Regions from separate parts of the Triticum aestivum genome. Here region 1 is linked to region 2. The links are chromatin contacts, called in public Hi-C maps. All regions are on one chromosome and are shown on one strand. Each heading gives the region's core, a stretch centred on a gene start, on an enhancer-like site or on the middle of the called end of the contact. The rest is flanking DNA. Distances are from core to core; before and after follow the strand shown.

Region 1 (3,253 bases), core at 338-2,837, 100 kb before region 2:
GTTCTCGCCGCCGGAGATGATCACGTCCTTGGACCTGTCCTTGATCTCGATGTACCCGTCCGGGTGCACCACGCCGACGTCGCCCGTCATGAACCACCCGCCCCTGAACGCCTGCGCGTTCGCCTCCGGGTTGTTGAGGTACCCCTTCATGATGCTGCTGCCTCGGAGCACGATCTCGCCCAGCGTCTTCCCGTCGCGCGGCACCCTGGCCATCGCGTCGTCGTCGGTGACGACGTCGGCGTCGGCGAGTGACAGGACGCTGACGCCCTGCCGGGCCTTGAGGCGCGCGCGCTCCGAGATGGGCAGGTTGTCCCACTGGGCGCGCCACTCGCACGCCAGCGCGGGGCCCGTGGCCTCGGTGAGCCCGTAGGCGTGCGTTACGTTGAAGCCGATTTTCTCGACGCGCTCCAGCAGCGCGGCCGGCGGCGGGGCGCCGCCGGTGAGGACGTTGACGGGCTTCGCGAGCCGCGCGGTGGCGTCGCCACCCTCGAGGAGGATGTTGAAGACGACCGGCGCGCAGCACATGTGGGTGACGCCGTAGCGGGCGATGGCGCGGTAGACCTCGGCGGGGCGGTTCTCGCGGATGCAGACGTTGACGCCGCCGCGGGCCGCCATACCCCAGGTGAAGGTCCAGCCGTTGCAGTGGAACATGGGGAGCGTCCAGAGGTAGACCGGCTCGGTGCCGACCTCCCAGGACATGAGCAAACTGGTGGTGCTCAGGTACGCGCCGCGGTGGCTGTAGACCACGCCCTTGGGGGCGGACGTGGTGCCGGACGTATAGTTGAGCGTGACCGCGTCCCACTCGTCCTGGAGCTGCGGGAGCTCCACCGTGGGGTCACCGTGCGCGACAAGCGCCTCGTACTCGAGCTCGCCGAGGCGGACGCCGGTGGGGCGGTCGAGGTCGTCGATGACGGCGACGAGCGGGACGGGCGCGCCGGCAGCGGCGAGCAGCTGGAGCGCGTCGCTGGCGAGGCGCACGTAGTCGTAGTCGACGAAGAAGAGCTTGGCCTCGGCGTGGCGCAGGATGGCGGCGACGGCGGCGGCGTCGAGGCGGGTGTTGACGGTGTTGAGCACGGCGCCGGCCATGGGCACCGCGAAGTGCATCTCGTAGAGGGCGGGCACGTTGGGCGCGAGCACGGAGACCACGTCGTTCTTGCGGACGCCGAGGGTGAGGAGCAGGGAGGAGGCGAGGCGGCGGCAGCGCTCGTGGGTCTGGCTCCAGGTGAAGCGCACCCGGCCGTAGACGAGGGAGGCGCGGTCGCCGTAGACGGCATTGGCGCGCGGCAGGAAGCCCACCGGGCTGAGGGGCGCGTAGTTGGCCGCGAGCTTGGGGAGCTGGTCCATGTCCTCCGCGGCGAAAACGGCTGTGTCCTGAAACGGGTAGGGGTGTCGGGCTGCCGGCTCCGTATGGGTGCTGGCTAGTGGCAGCAGACAGCAGTGGCCTTGTGGGCTGGAGCAGTAGGCGGTGTGGGGGAGGGAGTGATTCGGACAGTGGAGGGCTGCCGCTGTTTATATAGTGGTTGGAGCAAATGTGATTTGCGTTTGGGGGTGGTGCAGAGGCAGAGGCAGGGCGGGGGCACGCGGTCCGGGGAGAAAAGAAAGGGAAATTGTTGGGGTCGGGGTCGGGGTTTGCGGGGAAAATGAAGTGAAGACACGGGCGCTTGACCACAGCTTTGACGAGCGAGCCACGATATTTCACACGCGCGCACGTCTCGCTCGGCCGGGCAGGTATTGGGAGCTTCGTTTTCCCGGGCCGGAACGCCAGACGCCAGGCCACCGGTGACCGGACTGTTCATGCTAGTGGGCAGGGAGTAGTGACCGGTCGATGCGGTGCGGCACACCGGGCTGGCTGGTGGCGGCACGATGGATCAGGTGACGTAGCACTCCTGTGGTTATTAGGGCATCTCCAACGCCGACCCTCGTACCACCTCCATAAGTTCGCATCATACGGCCCGAACACGGTTTGCCATGCAGTGGGGGTCCGTATCGATCCGCCGACCAGTCTAGACATATTTTTTTCGACAAAATGGAGACAAACGTGAGAGACTTAACCGGAGTCCGGACAGCAGCCACGTACGCCTCCGACACTCCTGCCCTCTCAAAACCATTACCGGACTCGCGCTTCCATCCACCTTATTTTTTGTCCTTCTTTCTCTCTTGCTTTTGCCACTGCTCCACCACCCCCGCTGTCACGCCATACCCCTGTCGAAACGCTACGTCTCCGTCAGCTCCAGCGTTCTAGCCGGGCTCCACCCCACTTCCCCTCAGTCGCCGTTCAACCCCTCTCCTCCGACGGCTCTGCCAGGTACCATCCACTACTGCTAGACTCACCACGCTCGGCAATTGTTCGATGATTTGCCGAGCTAAAAAAGTTGTCCCTTCTTTCAAACAATGGGATTTGGAGATCTTGTGGGAGGTGATGACACGTTGTGTGATCAAGCAAAACATGATCGTCGAGAATGAGGATGAGGATGCTGCCGCAGCTCTAGAATTTGAAAACATGGCTTATCCAACAGAACTTCCAGACCAGAATCCGACCACATTTGAAGAGTTTATTCACATGCATCAACAAATTTGGCATTGAGCAACTCACGAGCAACTGAAGGAAAATCTGATTGAGCATCTGTGGGCGGTTAAAAGGGACAACAACGTTGGAATGTAATATTTGAGCTTTTTAAAATTTGAACTACTAATGCATGTGGCTATTTGAACGTCTGTACTCTATGCATGCAGCTATTTAAACGTTTGTACTCTATGTATGCGGCTATTTGAATGTGTGGACTTTCAAAAAAAAAGGAACAACCTCCTGCATACGTGTCCGCGGACGAATGTGAGAGAAAATTTGCGGGCCGCGTTGAAGATGCCCTTAAGCTCTTCTTATTTATTTTTAGATTAGTTAAGCTCTTTTAGGACATACACTTTCTCACAGCGAAAGTATGCGAGATCCAGGTGGGCCCCGGTGCACTAAGGTGCGAAGAGTTTTTGTTTTACACAGTACATGTGTATACGTTTATCATTACGAATACACTTACTTCTATAAACGCACGTATACGGACCCTCTTTCTGAGGACTCACAAGAGACTGATCAGCAAATCATCACGAAAGTTGATTAGTCTTTGTGAGACCGACGTAATAATACTTTTCCCCTCTTACAAAGTGGATAGCAACCAAGTCTAATCGGACTAGGTATTTCCTCGGTTATTTAACCCTCCACTATCTTGGAATACAGCAGTAAAAACCGAGGAAGCTTACC
Region 2 (3,234 bases), core at 723-3,222:
CCACCTGAGACAATTCCTGGGGTTGTGGACTTCCATCCATGCTATTAGTCTGGATGAGCATGCCGAAGACTCCATCATTTGGAAGCATACGGTCTCAGGAGAATACACTGCTTCCTCTGCGTACAATGCGCAATTTCTATCTATCACTCGCACAAACATGTGCAAGGTTGTTTGGAAGACCTGGGGGCCCCCGAACGTCAAATTCCTCGCGTGGCTTGCTCTACAAAACAGGATTTGGACAGCTGACCGGTTGGCCAAGCGGGGGTGGCCAAACTGTGGCCCTTGTCCTCTTTGCCGCAGGGGCCTAGAAACTGTCGAGCACCTCTTCTTTGGCTGCCGCTACACGCTGAGGCTATGGGGCTTGGTGAAGGACTGGCTTCAGCTTGTCAGCTTGGACGTTGCAGTCTGGGCGAACTATAGGAGTATCAAGGACTGGTGGTTCGACATGGTCGCCACCCAGAGGATCCACGGAAGGGCGATGTCTTCCCTCACTATGCTAGTATGCAAGTCGATCTGGGACGAAAGGAACGCAAGGGTTTTTCGACGCAACTTTGCTCCTCCAACCATCCTTCTTCGCACCATCCAAAAAGCGGCGATTCTTTGGGCGACCGCGGGGGCGAAACATTTGGGCCACCGGGAGGGTAGTGCGGATGTGATATGCACCCCATGCTTGGGGCTTTTATTTTCTTGTCCTCTGCAACTTTGAAAGACCTTTTCCCTCTCCTAATTAATGAAAAGGGGCAAATCTTTTGCCCCACGTTTCAATTTTTTTTTGAATTAATAATGTAACAGCTAAAACTGGAATAAAAGTATTATATTTGATTTTGTTTAACAATTTATATTTGATTATTATAGTCGTAGAATAAATCTTGAATGTGCATAGCATGCATGTTGCATGTTATGGTGGCCCTTTTACATGCATAATGGCATGTCGGGATGGCATGGTTACATTTTGCAAGAAATATGTTAGCGATGATCATCACTATTCTCACAAAAGCGGGCAAGGCGGCTGCGGCTGTTGTGTTTTGAGGAGCTCAGAGTCGCGGTCGAGCGAGTGAACATGAGAGATAGAGAACGAGCCGGTTTGTTTAACAAGGCATGCAACAATGGCCATTTTATGTCTAACTTTTATGGCTAGATCAAGCGATCTGCTGTCGAAAACGTGCTGCGTCCGCTAGAAAATATTGCAACAATGGTATGCTGATGTGATGTCGATGAAAGATGTTACTGTGATATGTCTTAACTTTTTGTCCCTTTCGAGCCTTGCTGGCATATGTGCTAATACCATGGAAATATTTTGTACGTGTGGTGGTCGGACCACAAGCTTAAGAGAATATTTTTAATTGTTCATGCCTTATAGTATAGCCCACTTATAAAAACATATACCCTCTTTGATCCATATTAATTGCTAATATGGAGCGAAGGGGGTATTTGCTCTTTATGTATCTTGATATATGAATTATGACATATGTTGCATGAACTATGTCCTACTTCATATGTCATTTGAGCTATGTCTTTGTGTGTGATCTACGTCCTATGCATATGCGCATTGCATGAAGGAAGGAGAAATGGGGATTGCCGAGAGGACAAATGAAGCTCACCCTCTGCTTTCCGAGGACATATTCGAACATGTCCGCAGACATAAGTCGGAGAATTTTTATTTTTTTTGACACACCCTTGGAGATGCCTTTAACTACGCGGCCGGATATTCAACTGAGTGGCGAGCATGCAGAATGCCCATGGATCACGTGAAGCTAGTTAGCCGGGGAACGCAAACCTTTCCATCAATCTACATCAACGTAGAAATAAACCGACCAAACGGTCGCCGGTGTTCACACACCACAACGAGGCCGTGACCCGTGAGGCGTACGTACATATGTAGGCTATAGGCCAACGACGGTCGTGAGTTGTATGCATCGTCGCAGGTCCGCAACACATGATGTATACTTGCGCTCAAGATGGTCAACAGTCTACTCGTCTCCTCGTACAGTGCTAGTCCGGTCCGTTGTTCTTCCAGGTCCGCCCGGCGCGTACCTACTTGCGTGGTTACGGTCGCCGTCGCCGTCGCTTCCGGTGTCCTTCCAAACTCCCCGGTCGCCGTCGCATGAGGCGACAGCAGCTCGGCGTCATGGGCTGCATTTGGAAGGCCCACTTTGGTCTGTCAATTGGAACCCAAAACAAGAGTGCATGGCCCACGAGCTGATATGCCTGGTTGATTTACACCATTCTATACAGTTTTGTTCTGCCGATGGAGAAGAAAAAGAAGAGAAAGGAACCCATAGCCGAAACACTCCTTTCAAAGATCACTTCCACATTCTCAGGTTGCGACAAGTGGCACACTGCATGTGCGTCACTTCTAAAAATCCGAAAACACGTGAAGAAAAATAAAAAATAAAATCCAGAGGGAGCTCCCAGAGTGCGACACATGGCGGTGGCTGAGAACGCGTCTAGCCCACCCACAAGTGATCGTTGGGAGGCTTCTGAAGGAGCGCTCCTCCTCGATTAGTTGCTCTCGCCCATAGCATATTTTTTCCTTGACTTCGGAGGAGAATGGCCAGTATATGGGCAGAGCTCCTATACGCTGCCTGTGTGCGTCCGATTATCGCAGCTTCGCATAATCAATGCTCACACGGGCGAGCGCAATTATCACGAGGCAAGCAAAAATTCCATAAAATAGAAGTGCCTGCGTGGGATCGAACCACCGACCTCATGTTGGATTCTAGCGAGGCTAGCCCGGCTAACGACCTTGAACGGTATAAATGCAGTGTTAAGCTTAAAGTAGAAAGGACAGCGGCAAATCCTTAAAAAGACATTCAATGTTTTTATAAAATACATTGAACAAATTTTCAAATAGAGTAATTTTTTTGTAAAAAAATACTGAACAAATTTCAAATACACAAATGAACATTTTATAGTAAACGATGAACAATTTATTAATAAACGATGAACAAAATTTAAATACACAACAAGCATTTTCTAATATATGTTGAACAATTTAATAATACATGATGAACATTTTTATAATGTAAGGTGAACTATTTCATAATATACAATGAACATTTTCTTAATACGATGAAGATTTTTGTAATACCGTGTGAACTTTTTATATAATACGCAATAAAGAGAAGAAGAACATAAACAGAAAATAAAAAAGGAAGGTAAAAGAAACAAGATGAAAGGGAAAAAAAAGGAACCAAATCAAAAGAATGAAAAAATGGAACAAAACAACTGAAA

The links. A called contact is a pair of places that touch in the nucleus more often than the background predicts.
Region 1: a Hi-C map of leaf shows a contact between it and region 2, with 10 times the contacts expected there. The contact joins the promoter of LOC123098858 here to the enhancer-like site in region 2. A contact is called at or near these places in 3 of 5 Hi-C or Micro-C datasets (leaf and root).

Annotation. Positions count from the first base shown.
Region 1 is chr4D:484,081,604-484,084,856 of IWGSC CS RefSeq v2.1, reverse strand. LOC123098858 (trans-cinnamate:CoA ligase, peroxisomal) reads right to left here and starts at 1,587. Exons shown (of 1, transcript XM_044520936.1): 1 at 1-1,587. The coding sequence starts at 1,344.
Region 2 is chr4D:483,980,634-483,983,867 of IWGSC CS RefSeq v2.1, reverse strand. No RefSeq gene overlaps it. Among protein-coding and RNA genes, the nearest start is that of LOC123100462, 12 kb to the right of the region's middle. Within about 2 kb of position 1,972, at least 1 of the 8 cell types and tissues checked has an H3K27ac peak or open chromatin away from gene starts, as enhancers often do. A contact at or near this core is called in leaf, where this site is marked.